2 separate regions of the Mus musculus genome follow, and region 1 is linked to region 2. The links are chromatin contacts, called in public Hi-C maps. All regions are on one chromosome and are shown on one strand. The core of a region is the stretch at or near the end of the contact, and the rest is flanking DNA. Distances in the headings are between cores, read along the strand shown.

Region 1 (7,439 bases), core at 1,873-4,372, 170 kb after region 2:
GAGGCTCGTCTGGAGCAGCAGTCAGGATAGTTCTGGCAAAGCTGTCAAATGGCCTCTGCCGCCGCCGCCTCGGCTAATGATGATGTCTGCTGTGGGTGAGGTGCTTCCCAAAGCGCTTTCCCAGCCTCGGCCTGTGAGGACCGTTCTCATCAAGAGACAGGGCCCTTACTAGCGAGGGAGGGGACCACTCTTAAGGGAACTTCCTCCCTGACTTCCTGCTCCTTTCCTGGCTCAGACCCAGAGTCCTGCACCTGGACCAGTTGGCCAGGCTTTAGCCTCCCATTCCTCCCCGCCACCCCCAGGGCAAAGGCAGCTGTGCACTGGCCTCTGTTCCTTGGGCTCTGCATTCAGTCACTGGCCACCGAAGCCGATAATTCTCTAAGGTAGACTGGGCGGACAACCTTTCTCATAGGAACCTCAAAAAAGGAAAGTGTGGGGAGCCAGGAATGGATCTTCTGGGCCATGGACAGACTCCCTTTCAGTGCTCCCAGCGGAATAGTCAGAGGCCCCTTCCCCCCCACACACACACCTCCAGGCAGGCAGGGGCTCTAGCATTGGGCACTGATGTCCTACCCACAAGGCCCAGGGTTGGGTCCAGTCTGTGGGCAGGAGTTCTCTGATTGACTGGTGATATTTTCCCCCAGCACCCTGGGGTCTTACCGTACTCCTGACTCTCCTGTCAGAAGGCTACCGCTCTGTCCCAACTGCGTGGACAAGGAAAAGGCTATCTTGCTAATAGCTGTTTCCCTCCCCCCACCCCCTCCGGGACATTTTCTACTCTCCTTTGGACTTGGCTATCTAAAATGAGCTCTAGGGTGCCCAAGCACAATTTAGCTATCGTAGAAGGACCCCAGGGGCCCAAGGAGAGCCACGTCAAATGTAGGCTGCTGACCTTTGAACTAGGTAAACCTGTGTTCCCCTAGAACCGGTGAGTGCACCTCAGTTTGGAGATATATTTTTGCAGATGTGGCCAGTTATGATGAGACAGTGGTGGTATCTCTATCAGAGAGAGTGGGATGTGGGGGCTGGGACAGCGTTATCACAAGCCAGTGATGTCAGGGAGGAGCCTGCCATGGAGCCTGAGGAGGGAACATGGCAGCCACGCCTAGGTTTCACATTGTGCTAAGGGGGTCTTCTCACCCTCCCAGCTGCCCTGACACTTTCCTTATTCTGGGATTTCAGTCAGAGCAGAGGTGTACAGTGAGAGAACTCCACCTCAGAAGACACCACAGAACAGAGGGTTGGGAGTGTCGGCCAGAGTCACGGGCCTCTACCCCAGGGTACTCTAGCTTGGCTCTGGGCAGCCTGAGTTGCAGCCTGTTTCTGAGACAGGCCCTCCCCTGTATGGACTCTTGTCTCCACAGCCTCGCTTTGTCATGGGGATTGGCCCCACGTCTCTGCTCTCCGAATCAGAGGGGATGTCCTCCCAGCCTTAAACACAGTGCGCCTTGTGGGAAAAGGCACAGGGGTCACAGTGTGTGGGTGCTTCAGCAGCTCCATGTGTCCCTCTGCTGCTCTCTACAAGCTGGGGCTCCTCTTTTGATGGGACATTCAGCCACCAAAGAAATCAAGGCTAAGAGTGACTGTCTGTCTGACGGAGGTTACCCAATAGATACAGGATGCACCCTGCATCCAGATCTTACAAACCAACCCAGGGACTCCCCTGGAATTCTGTCAGCAAGTGGGGCTAAGAACTTGGCCCTGGCCTCTGTCTTTGTAGAGGAGTGTGGGCGGGGATGGGGGTGGGGTGGGAGCTAAGACATGATTTTGAAATGGCAGGCACCAGGGAGCCTCAGAGAGCAGTGAGGTGCCTGTACATACCACTCCAAGGATCCCCACTCCTCCAACACTGGCATTCTCCACAGAAAAGCAGCGCTAGACAGGGAAGGAGGACCAGGATTCATCTTTCTTGGGTCACAAGGGCATCTGTCCACCCCCTTGGACAGAGCAGACCCGTGGGAACAGGAGTAGGAGGACAGGCATGAGCTGCAGTGAGATAGACCCCAGATGTGTGCCAAGTGGGTGGGGCCGGCAGTGCAGAGGGAGCAGGGGTCCTGGACCCCAAGACAAGAACTTGAATTCTCTTCTGAGGGTACAGCGGTCTGTGTGGTGTTTAGTGGGAGAATACTGGGATCAGAGCCCAAGACACTGGCCCTGGGGGGTCAGCATAGTCTCCACCCCCAGTCCTGCGTACCCACCAGGAAGCCCCTTCCCAGCATGCAATCCAGGCCTGCATGCTAGCAGGGCAACAGTAGACAGGAGGGGTGCAGAACAGTGGTGATAAGAGTGAGCCAAGTATAATAAGCCAAGCGTCACAGGCCACATCCACAGGGTCCCATAGGTGCCATCTGCCATCAGCAAACTCTGGGTGGTCCACAAGCTTTGTGGGGGTGGGCAGTGCTGGGATCAGGAGCCAGAGGCCCCAGGGAGTTGGATCTGGACTGCTTATGAGCACATAGGGGGCAGGGCAGTGGGGCTCCAGGCCACAGAGCTCAGAGGGGGTGGATGTGAAGGTGGGGTCTCATGGGGAACTGCTGAGGGGTGGACAGAACCCTGAGGGGCAGTGACAGAGCAAGGGCCTCCAGGGAGGGAGTGGTCCTAGGTGGTCATCCGTCTGCAGAGTCCCATTGCCCCTGCGTGATGCTTCGTGCCTGCCCTTCAGGACCCAAGGATCAGCTTTCCGTGTAAAGCCCAGAAAGCAAACCTCGCAGCTTGGCTGGCCACATATGGTCTCTGTTACGTGGTCCCTTTTATTATTTTTTCTATAATCTTTTAAAAAGACGAGGAATCCGTACTGAGCTCAATAGAACAGGCCTGGCTGAGCCTGTTAACTCTCCCCAGCCCTCTGCCAACAGCGCCATGCCTGGTAGGCATGAATTGGGAAGGGAACCTCCCTGAGGGACTATGGACGTCTTGCTAGTGCTGATGAAGCCCCCACTCGGTGCTGGACACTCTGGGATGGGGATACTCAGGAGCTAGAACACCCCGATCTAGAGACATGTCAAACCCTTGGGCTCCAAATCCAAGACCCCAGGAAAGAGACCGCCAGGAGGCCATGACAACCAGGGGCCACATATTAGGAAGCTAAGTCACCGTGAACTAAAATAAGCCCTTCCTGTCCCAGGGTTAACCACAGGCTGTGTCACAGGACCTAAAATGTCCCCTCCCAGAGGATGAGCTGACAGGTCAGAGGGTATGACCTCCCTCAAGCTAGGTTAAGCACAGCCAGAGAGTGTGAGCTTCCAGAGCACGGGAGGATGAGATTATTGGTCCAGCGTCCTCTAAGGACTCCTGTCTGACCTTGAGTTGGCTCAGGAAGCCACAGAGGTCACCCTGTCCCTGCCCAAGAGGGAATGAGCTACTCAGAGCCTCTAGTGTATGCTTTCAGAGCCAAGGGCAGCTCACCGGACCCGGGAACTCCTAGCATCCAATGGGCCAGGAACACGCTGGGGCAGTATCCCCGCTCTGCTTCTGCAGAAGACCCATGTGGCCTGCCTAGGAGGTTAATGTGTTTAAAGAGGAAACGCTATTTTTTCCTAAAAGACTTTGGAGGAGGCCGAGATGGGCTGTGGGAGGGGCCACTGCTTCTCTTCTCTCCTCTCTTCTCCTCTCCCCTCCCGGGGGACTCAGTCTGGGCCTCACTCCAGGACACTTGGCTCTGGTCCCCTGCCATCATCTCCATCCCCACTTCCTTCCACATCCACGTGAATTCCTCACCCCCGAAGGCAGATGCTCTCAGCCCAGGGCATCTCTACCGCCTTGTTGGACCAGGAGATGAGCAGCCAGTGAGATGGGGCCAGCCTGGCCCATCTGGGGATAGACTCTGTGTTTTAAGTTGGCCTCAGCAAAGCAGGGCAGCTGCCTACTCTGTATGGAGAGACGAGACGAGAGGTGAGCAGCCGACTGGGTGCACAGTGAACAAGGGTGAGTTGAGGAGCAGAGGCAGGTGGGAAGGCTGTCCTTGGGGCAGGTGACTCAGGGGACACTTGGCTGGGGCAGGGACAGCTCAGCATTGCTGGTAGGACAGGAAGGGTAGACTGTTACTTGGAGTTTAGATTCTTACAGCACCCTCATCCTCAAACCCCAAATCCCACCCCCAAACCCATTAGTGCGAAGAGCAGATGTTCTACCAATCTTACACTCTGCACAGTCATTACTAATCGATCATGAGCACACTCCACTGAATCCACTAGTAGAGCCTAGGGATGAATGCTCCTGTGGGAATCCTCCTCACCAGCCCGTGGGAGTCAGTGAGGCAAGGGTGAGGCAATGGCTTCCTACACCCTGCAGTGCTGCCTTTGCGATCACTGCCCGGAGCTGAAGTGACACCTGTGTTGACTCCACTGGTCCCCACACCTGACACTCCTCTGTGGAGGATAATGGCTTTGTTCCCTTCTTCTGCACCCTTGGGTGATCTGTGAGGAAGGTGGAGGTGGGAGCCCTTATACGTGCTAAGGGACAGACCTCGGTCGTAGGATCAGGGTGGCGAATAGGAGTACAGCCTGTTTCTCTCTGCATTGGTGCCTATATTGGGTAAGAGCAATTAAAGATGTATAAGGAGCGAGTATTAGCATCCCCATGGCAACCATCAGTGTAGGACATGTGTTGCCAGCAGCCTCCAAATGTTTGTCCATGCGGCTGAAGAATACATGGGTAGGTAGCAGGCCTGAGACTGCCTGAGGGCAGAGGGCAGAGGGCAGAGGAGGGATGCAATCTTAGTTACAGTTTCTTTTCTTTCTTTTTAAAAAACTACCAAGACCAGAAGCAATTTGGAGAGGAAAGGGTTATTTTCACCTCAAGACTCTCTGATCACATCCCATCCCTGAGGGGCAGGAACTGAATGAAGGAGAAGCCATGGACTGCTGCCTGGTGGCTTGCTCCCCCCGGATTGGTCAGTTTACTTTCTTAAACATCCCATGACCACGTGCCAAGGGACAGTAGTCGTGGCCTGGGACCTTCTAAATCAATCATGAATCAAGAAAATACTCTCAGGGGCTGAAGAGATGGCTCAGTGGTTAAGAGCACTGACTGCTCTTCTAGAGGTCCTGAGTTCAATTCCCAGTAACCCCATGGTGGCTCACAACCATCTGTAATGGGATCTAATGCTTTCTTTTGGTATATTTGAAGATAGTGACAGTGTACTCATTATATATATAAATATATGCATATACATATATATGTATATATATAATTTTAAAAAATTCTTAGCTGAGATTTCTTCTTCTCAAACAACTCTAAAACTGTGAACTTAACAAAAAAACTAATGACCATAGCCAGCTGCCTGCCCACCCATCCACATGTGTCCACTAGAATTTTCTCCCTAGGTTCAGGCACTGGCTAGAGGCTTGCCACAGCAGGGTTGGCTCCCAGGGACCCACTACAGGGTGGGGACCCAGGGAGGACCCTGTGCTTGGAAACCAGAAGCTGGACCCCCATCAATGTGAAAGAACAGGAGGGCCTCGGTCTTTATCCTCAAAGAGGATCCTGGGTGGGGGAGGAGGTCTAACCCAAGACTGGCTCAGCTCACTCCTGAGAATCTACAGGGTCTAGAGGCCAGAGTGTGCAGCTGCACGCTGCATGGCAAAGTCTCTCCTGTGCACCTGCAGACTCCGAGCCCACCTCACCTGCTACAGGTTAAGCAGTAGGCAAGCAGAAGTGTGTGCTGCAGCAGGGGAGAGGCCGTATCCCCTGCCCCTTTGGTTCCTCACAGGCTGACGACATCCTATTAAGTCATGCTCAGTCCTAGAAGCCACGGGCATACTCCCAGCTCAGGCCTGGGGTCCTAACATGTCTCCAAGCCATGCTTAGCATGCTCTTGGGGAACTGCCCAGCTGTGGGATGCCCAGGGGACAAACCACAGGATCATGGCCATCTCTTAGTGTCAAAGCAAGGAAATGGTTCAAGTATGTGTGCACGCACACACATACGCACAGGTGTGCACACATGTACGTACAGTCGCGTGTGCATGCACATGTGAGTGCTGTGGTGTCAGAGGGGCACAGGTGCCAACTGAATGGCTTCCAAGGCTGGAGCCACTGGAGCAGGAAAATGAATAACCGTGCAGGGTCATAACCCAAAGGATAAAATAAATACCCACAAGCCCATAATGGTCCAAACAAGCTCCCGAGTGAATAAATAATAAACCCGGGACTGTAAATGCTTCCAGACACTATAAGGAAGCTCAGAGAAGAAGGCGCCTGTGCCAAGTGGGAACCATGCTGGGTAGTAAGGGGATGGGGCTGGGGGTGACTGCAGAAAAGTGACTTCAATAAGTGACAGACCCGGGGCAGGGGCAGGCCGTGGGAGGGTAGGGTTCAGCCAGGGCACCAAGACCAATGTCATGGAAGGACACACTGCTAGTCTAGGCTTGCCATTATATGCAGAAGGGCACTCACTCTAGGGCTATCCTCCAGATGACCCCTTACTCAGTTCAACCCTGAGGAACATGAGGGATGCACTCCTAGAAATGATTACAGACGCCAAGCAACAAGAGAAGGCTAGGAGGTTATCATGGCGGAGTTCAGGACAGAAGGTGTGGCTGGGACTCCTCACATCTAGGCCACAGACAGGAAGCAGACAAGAAGTGAGGCCAGACTACAAAACCACAAGGCCCTCCCACAGTGACCCCCATTTCGTCAGATGAAGACACCCCCCCAAGGTTCTATAATCTCACCAAACAGCGCCCCCTCTGAGGACCAAGTGTTCCAACACATGAGCAGTCTGGAGACAGTTCATATTTGTTTTACAACGAATGAAATGTAAAGTGTATCCCTCCCCTCCCCTCCCCTCCCCTCCCCTCCCCTCCCCTCCCCTCCCCTCCCCTCCCCTCCCCTCCCTTTACCATCTTTTGCTCTCTTTAGTTCACCCAGATTGCAGACAGTATCAGTCAGCTACTGCTAAGTAACAGCCAGCCATGGAAATGGCAGCAGCACATGGGGATAGGCACCTGTCTCTCTCACCTTTGGGGCAGGCGATGTTGGTTGCATCTGCACCCAGCTGAGGAGAGGACGAGGTTGACTTGTGTCAGCTTCTCCCCATGAGCCTCATACTTCTCAGGCTGAGGAGAGCTCAGGGCTTGCTCCTCTCATGGTAGGCTCGGGAGCTCCCAGGGGCAACTGTAAACTCAGCCACTACCCAGCGAAATTCTTGCTGAAAACTTGTATCTTCCATGCAGGCCTGTGTTGGAGGAAGATATGGGGTGTCTGTGGAGTACATGGGTCATCCGTGGAGGACATGGGGTGTCCATGGATGACATGGGGCATCAGTGAATGATATGGGGCGTACTGGAAGACATGGGGCATCAGTGGAGGACATGGTGTGTCAGTGGAGGACATGGCGTGTCCGTGGAAGACACGGGGTGTCAGTGGAGGACCTGGGGTATTCATAGAGGATATGGGGTACCACTGTAGAAGCAGAAGGCTTTAGGGGTGAGAGGAGTT
Region 2 (6,963 bases), core at 1,048-3,547:
AGGCTTCCTTTCTCCTATTTTGGTTTTACCCCTAGTAGACTCTTGGTGGGCCTTGGAGTTTGATGTGCAGATACTGCTGAAAGGTCCTGGGGCTTCTTGCATTGACTTTAGGGTTAGCACCAGTTTTGCATTATCTCAGTTGGGTTTTAAGTAGAGCTGCAGAGTTGGCAGTGGATGGAGGAAAAGCAGATGGTGTATGTCCAAAGCACAGTCCTCCTGGTTCCCTCAGTGCGCAGTTTCCAACTCCTGCCCGCCGCTGCTCTTTCTTACGTCTGAAAAGAATTGGCACTGCTTCAGAATGTGTTAGGGGAGCTGCAACCAGTGAAGCCGGGAATGTAGCAGTGCCTGCTCCTCGTCCTCGTCTCTGGCGTGTCAGTCTGTGCTGTCCCTTGGGGATCCCTGAGGTCAGCTGTAGGCTAGCTGGCGTTGGCTGCCGGGAGATGAAGGGTCTGGCTGTTGACCTGGCGTCAGCTCTCATGTCACTGCAGTCAGACGTTTCCACATCCAGAGCCTGTTGGGAGAACCTGCAGATCAGGGCTCTGTTCCAGATGCGGGGTGAGCAGGCAGAGTGAAGGGAATGGAAGTTCATCTTTGGGAGATAAGTGCAGACTTGCCCCTGTGTGCCATGCCATGGTGGCCTGCATTGCTGCATTCTTTTGTAGCTGAAGGCTTGTATCTGCCAGACTCCTCCCTGTAGCAGCGGGGATCCCCAAGAAGACTCACTACTTGGTTTTCTTGGGCAGCCAAAATGTACCCTCGTCACCCAACCCAAGCTCATCGATGCTGTCCAATAGCTGGGATCTGACTCAGGTTTTTATTATTCACCAATTTAACATTAAGGTCAAACCTCAACCTGTGCGGTTGATTCTCTTGAAGCACTGCTAGATGCCAGAGACTGGAATGTGCTTGATTCAGGCATGCAGCGGACCTTCCTGTGCTCATTGTGATACACCACACATTTAACATTTGTAGTACATACCTGTTGGGTTCCTCTGCAATTGTCAGTCACAGAGCAAGTGGTCCAGTGTTGCTGGAGTCTCTGGAGCCTTGTTTGTGGGCTGTGTGGTTAGATGCCATGTGTCCTCCTCCCTGCCCTGCCTGCCATCTCTGGCTCCCAGCTGTCTTCCTACAGTGTCCTTGTGGCTGTCATAGCTCTCACCTGAGAGTAGCATTACCAGTGACACCTTACTTAGCTTGTCTCATGTAGCTCTGGCTGGCCTCCAACTCACTTAAATAGCCAAGGCTGGCTTTCAACTCTGCTTCTCCCTATCAAATGCTAGGATAATCAGCCATCATGTGTGGCTTAAAGGTGCTTGTTTTGTTAAATGCCTCGGAAACTCCTTCTGGTGCTGGAGGCAGACTCAGGAATGGCCCACACAGCAGAGCAGGTGTTTGTCTTCCCCTGTTGCTGGAGGAGGAATGGTCACTAGTATGACAACTCCTGAGAGTGGACCAGAGGCCCACGGGGCAGGCCCAAGAAGCATGGCTAGAACTGGACACTTTGAGGGACGGCCAGGCCTTCCTGGCAAGTACCCTCCTAGTGAGTATGATGATGGCACCCTGACACGTATCTTGATCTCTTCATCACAGCAGCCAGCCAAGGTGATGGCTCACCAGCTCCTCCCTACAGCTGAACCAGATGTGGTCAGATCCCGTAGCCAGGATCCAGGCCCCACAGCCTCCTCACTGGGAGACAATTTGTAAGCCAGGCCTGGTAGCTTCTAGTCTTTGAAAGCCATGACTTTCTAAGCTTTTTTCCAGCTGGGAATCTTGCTTCCATTCATTGATTGGTTGGTCAAGTTACACCTTTGTCTTAATATTGCAAATTCAGGTTTTCCTACAGTATAACACCTCACGTCTCAGCAGCTTCGCGTTTCATATAGAAAGTGGTTTTCTTGGCAGTGCTGGTAGGACAGCGCTGCTGAGCAGGGAGGGTGTTGTTTGCTACAATCAGCACAGCAGAGTTTTCTGGGAAACTGGTTCTGTGATTGCAAGAGTTTCCTTAAATGCAACTGCAGCTACTTTAAATTCATCATGGAGGAACCTGTAAAAATGTAACATGATTGGGGAACTGGTTATGTCATAACTCCTAACTTGGGGTTTCCAAATGTGGCCTGGCTTCTGAGTTACCAGGAGATAGCAAACCAGGCAGCCACAGTGTATCAGCACCTCTCCTTTTCCTACCTCTTCCCCACAAGGTGGGATCTGTGGCTTGACAAGTCCCTGCAGAGCCTATAGCCCCCATTCTGATCTCTTCCAGTCGTGGGGCCTGTGCCAGAATCCCATTCCTGTCAGCGGTGACTCAGTGGCCCAGGCTAATCCCTCCCAGCTTTGGCCTCTGGGAGGAGACACACTTGATCTGCCTGCTGGAAATGAAATGATCCAGGTTTGTAAGTGTTTCTTGTCGGGAGATGTGGGTGGCCTGACCAGTGTTTTCCAGGGACCTTGAAAGAAGGGTCAGGTCAGAGCTCTGGACAGCAGGCACGTCCTGCTTGCCATAGGTCCTTACAGAGCCTGTGCCACACACTAAGCCCAGGCTTACAGAGGCTGCCACAATGACTGCCACTGTCTATGCTGAATCCCACAGAGGCCTGAGGCTAAGAGCTTGCTTGGGCAGCCAGAGACATCAGAGTGGAGGTGCATGTTAGGGGTTTGGCATTGCTGACAAGGTCACTGTGAACAGGCATGGACTTTACATGCAGATGTGTGCATGTGCACATCTATGACCACATGTGTCTTAAGACATGTGTATAGGCATACGAAACAATTGATGGCATATGAAGACATATGGCTTGATGAATGGCCATTAAGTCAGGCCCATCTGCTGAGCTTGGAGCCTTCGTCCCACGGAGCCTTTCATTCTTGGAGACAGGGCCATTCTGCTATTGCAGCAGTTCTGGTGTTTGTGTCCTTTCCTTCCTTCTGAAGCTGCTGCTTCTGCTGTTCAAGGAACCCCCCCCCCCTCCCACTGCCTGTCCTTGGGTTACCCTGGTGGATGGCCCAGGGTAGGTCAGGGGAGACAGCCAGGTACACGTGGGCCAAAGATCCTCCATAGACACTGTCCTGTCTGTTTGACCTCAGGTTCTTGCAGTGAGACTAGGAAGCTCCGGGGACTCAGATGCTGTGTGGGAAATGTTCATCTGTCTGTAGAGCATGGCTTCGCTAGCCTGCAGGGTTGGCAGAGAAGCATGTGGGACCCAATAAGATCCACAAGAACTGCTGAGTAAAGAGAGCAGGAGGTATTCTGGGTAAATGCAGGGGAAGAGAGAGCCCAAGCTGCCCTGCCTACCCATGAAAGGTCAAGAGTCTGGAAGAGCCAAGGCTCTAACCAAGTCTGCCACCAATGGCCGTCCCCAAACAGGAGCTCTTGCTTGCTCTTTCCTAAATATAAAATTCTAGGTTTTGTTTCACGTTGACCTGCTTGGTCAGATGAAGCAGAGCACCAGGCCTGGAGAAATGTAGTTCTGAGCACAGACGATGACCTTGCCTACAAGTCAGTGTGAAGGAGAAACCCAAGGGCTCTGTCAGTGACTCTTAGAAGACTGGATCATTGTACTCTGTTCAGGCTTTTCCCTCTGCAAGGGGCCTAGCTTAATCTAAAACCAGGAGCCTTTACTGTCAGCCAGCTGTTGGGCAACTCAGCATCTGTTGCCCTGCTCTGCTCTGAAGAGGGAGGGTGTGGCCAGTAGCATTGTGCAGCAGCTGTGCCAGAGTGGGTGTGGAATAGGGAACGCTGAGGTTTTGGGGGCAGAAGTACCAGGCAAGTGTTTATGTGGACTTTTGAGCTTGCCTGGAAACCAGAGCCCAGATGTGTGTTTGCACACCCTCTTTCCTTTTAATTAACCTGAGTTTAAGCACCTAGAGAGGGCCGAGGGCCAGCTCCCCTGTGTTTGCATAGCCCACTGCCTGTCACCATGGCCCATGGAGATTCCTGTCCTCCTATGCCCAGATGTTGACATACAGAAAAGCATCAGTAAGCAGGTTCAGGGAGGTGTGTCTGGAGGGCTGTCTGTGTGCAGGGACAGGCTGTCACTGCTGCTGCTGTCTCTTGACTCTTCCCTGAGCAGAGTCTGTCAGGTCCTCCATAGGTGCGCGGACTCACACTGGAAGTGAGATGACCCAGAAGCCACTGCACTCTCCAGGAAAGAGGTAGAGCGACCACTTCCCAAAGACATGCCAAGAGTCCTTAGGAAAGAGCCACTTCCTGATTCTGTCACTGCAGCCCATCTGACGGAGTTCAGCAGCAGTTGCCAAGGGGACAGCTATATTCAGTCTTTTGGCAGTCATTTCCCCAAATAGTTCTCACTTTTTCTTAGCTATTCAAAAATGTTAAAAAGGGCTTTTCAGTCATTAAAAAAAGTACCCCCCCCTCAATATTTTCCCACTACCGTGAACCTGAGTGTGTTTTCGTTTGGCAGACCCTCATTAGCATAAGAGACACTGTCCTCGATTGCAGTGTGTCCTTTAAAAAGGCACATGTCATCTGACAGCACAGCTCTTCTTAGAAGTTGACTGGGTGTTTGTGCTGCTGTCTCTGCTTGTGGGGAACCACATGGTCTTCTCCATACCAAAGGGTGGTGTGCCATCATGCCACAGGAGCCTCCAATATGGGCATTCCGTCCACTGCTGTTCTTGCCTGCCTGGGACTGTACAACACTGATGAGGGCGGGGCCCATGGTTCCTGGCAACTGTGAAGGAGCAGATGGAGGCTCTGCATTGCCTGCCTCGAGCCCCCTGCCCAGTTGTGTGAGCACCAGGTGTGGTTTGTGGGAAGTGAATCAGTGGTAAGAATATCCAGGGCTGGGGTCACCCCAAGGGTCACCCTGAGTTTAGTCCCTCCTCCAGGTCCATTCTGAGGCAGGGTCACTAGTTATACAGGGTCAGGATGCTGGAAGGATGCAGCTAAGAAGGACCGAGGGGTCTGTTCTGTAGTGACTTGCTCCTGGTGTCTCTGCTTATACCCTCCCCACAGCCTGTTTACCTCTCACTCTCCCCACCACAGTAGCTCTTCCCTTCTCTCTCTCTCTCTCTCTCTCTCTCTCTCTCTCTCTGTCTGTGTGTGTGTGTGTGTGTGTGTGTGTATACGCACACAGAGGTGGATGGTATCCTCATCTGTCTTTACCTTTTTCCTGAGACAAGCTTTCTCACTGAACCTGCAGCTCACTATTTTGGCTAGGCTGGATGGTGAGCTAGCTCCAGCAATCTTCCTGTTTGGGTTACAGGCTAGCTCCAGCAGTCTTCCTGTTTGGGTTACAGGCATACACAGCTGCCCTTGATTTGTGTGGATGCTGAAGCTCCAAACTCACGTCCTCATGCTTGCATACAAGCAGTCTACCCACCGAGCCATCTCTGCAGCCTCCCTCTCCTTTTGCTTCTCTATCTAAAGTTATTGGCTCCACATGGGCTCTGTCCAGGGCTTTGTTAAGCTCTTCTGCCGTCTTCAGTGTGCCCGTGCAGGCTTCAAGTTCTAGCTTATTTGTTTTGACACGGGCTTTAAAAGACTAATGCCTGTGTGTCACAAGGGTGTTTCTGCAAGACTTGAGTGTGAATGTGGCATATTTCATGACAGTCGAAGACTCAACACTCACATAAGCAGACGTCTCTCTGCACTGGGCAGTGAGGCTCCATTGCACTTACATCCATGCTGCAGGCCTGGGGGCCTCCTGCTGCTCCAGGACCTGAAGAGGATAGGGGTCTGCTGACCCGAGCTCCACTGACCAGCCTGGCTTTGTCCCCAACCCCAGGTACTGCAGGGTGCTCAGCTCATAGCCGTGGCCTCTTCAGACCCTGCTGCTACAGGAGTAGATGGGTCGCCTCTCCAGGGCAGTGACATTCAGGTTCAGTATGTCCAGCTGGCGCCTGTGAGTGACCACACAGCCGCAGCGCAGGTGAGTCCTGTCCCTCCCGGTCCCACCAGCCTCCCTAGTAGATACTGAACTTGGGCTTGTCTGACATACCTGTAGACCCAGGAACCCTTGTCAAGAGGCATACAGGTCTGAATCAGGCGTGGGGCTTCTGTTTACTCTTAACTCCTGAGATCAGCGTCTGTGGGCTCCTCTGATCTCAGCCCAGCAAGAACAGGTGACCTGGTAGGAGGAGAAGACTCTACAGTGGAGTCTGTTCCACAGGTCAAGTCTCCTTACCTTGTTCTGCACAGCTGCTGGCACAGGCAGCTTTCCTGGACTCCTTCCTCTGCGGCCTAAGCCTGGTGTAGTGAGCAGCGCAGGCTCTCACAGGGTTCCGCTCACCTGAACTCGAGAATAGGGCTTTGGCTGTAGGCTGCTCAGGATTTTACTTCTCCCAGGAGCTGTTGAAGCCTGTCTGCCTCAGGCATTGGAAGGGCTTACGGAGCTGCTAGGCCAGGCATCTGAGGAGAAGGCACTGTGGAATTCCTTTCCTGAAGGCCTCGGAATGACATCTTCCAGGTTCTCAGAGAAGGAACTTGGGCCTAAGTGAAGACTTCCCATCTGCAGGCCTCAGCCATGACCCCCATCACGCCTCAAGACACTTCCTTCAGTGTGCCACACAGCTGTGCATAGCTGCCCACACCTGGGCTGCACTCCTCCTCCTCCTCCTCCTCCTCCTCCTATTTATTTATTTATTTATTTATTTATTTATAAACTGGCTATGGCCTCAGCCATGCCATCCTCAGTAGGGAGAGTGGAAACTTTTTTGTTTATCTTTAAAAATCAGAGACTTACATGTACAGCAAGAGCTGTCAGGTGCCAGCCATGTGAGACCTTGGCCTCATGTGGTGCAGAACCTATGCTAACTCTGCACCAAATCTTAGGTGACTTATCCTTCAGTGCATCTGCAGTCTAGCAGAGATGGAAGAGCAGTCATTATTCCAAGGTTGCAAGTCCTCACCTTGAAGCAGTGACTTCATAGACTTTCTCATACACTTCGTTGAAAGGTGCCATGTCTTTAAGCTGTTCCAAGATGCCACTTAGAACACTGGGGCAG

Evidence for each region. A called contact is a pair of places that touch in the nucleus more often than the background predicts.
Region 1: a Hi-C map of bone marrow-derived macrophages shows a contact between it and region 2, with 28 read pairs. The contact joins two enhancer-like sites. A contact is called at or near these places in 3 of 484 Hi-C or Micro-C datasets (the N1E-115 cell line, bone marrow-derived macrophages and uterus) and 1 of 9 other capture datasets (adipose tissue).

The regions. Positions count from the first base shown.
Region 1 is chr8:122,190,954-122,198,392 of GRCm38.p6, forward strand. It overlaps a transcript of Zfp469 not described here. Among named protein-coding and RNA genes, the nearest start is that of Zfp469, 36 kb to the right of the region's middle. Within about 2 kb of position 3,123, at least 32 of the 459 cell types and tissues checked have an H3K27ac peak or open chromatin away from gene starts, as enhancers often do. A contact at or near this core is called in the N1E-115 cell line and bone marrow-derived macrophages, where this site is marked.
Region 2 is chr8:122,018,259-122,025,221 of GRCm38.p6, forward strand. Banp (BTG3 associated nuclear protein) reads left to right here. Exons shown (of 14, transcript NM_016812.4): 12 at 2,261-2,386; 13 at 5,745-5,888. Among named protein-coding and RNA genes, the nearest start is that of Mir7237, 44 kb to the left of the region's middle. Within about 2 kb of position 2,298, at least 65 of the 459 cell types and tissues checked have an H3K27ac peak or open chromatin away from gene starts, as enhancers often do. A contact at or near this core is called in the N1E-115 cell line and bone marrow-derived macrophages, where this site is marked.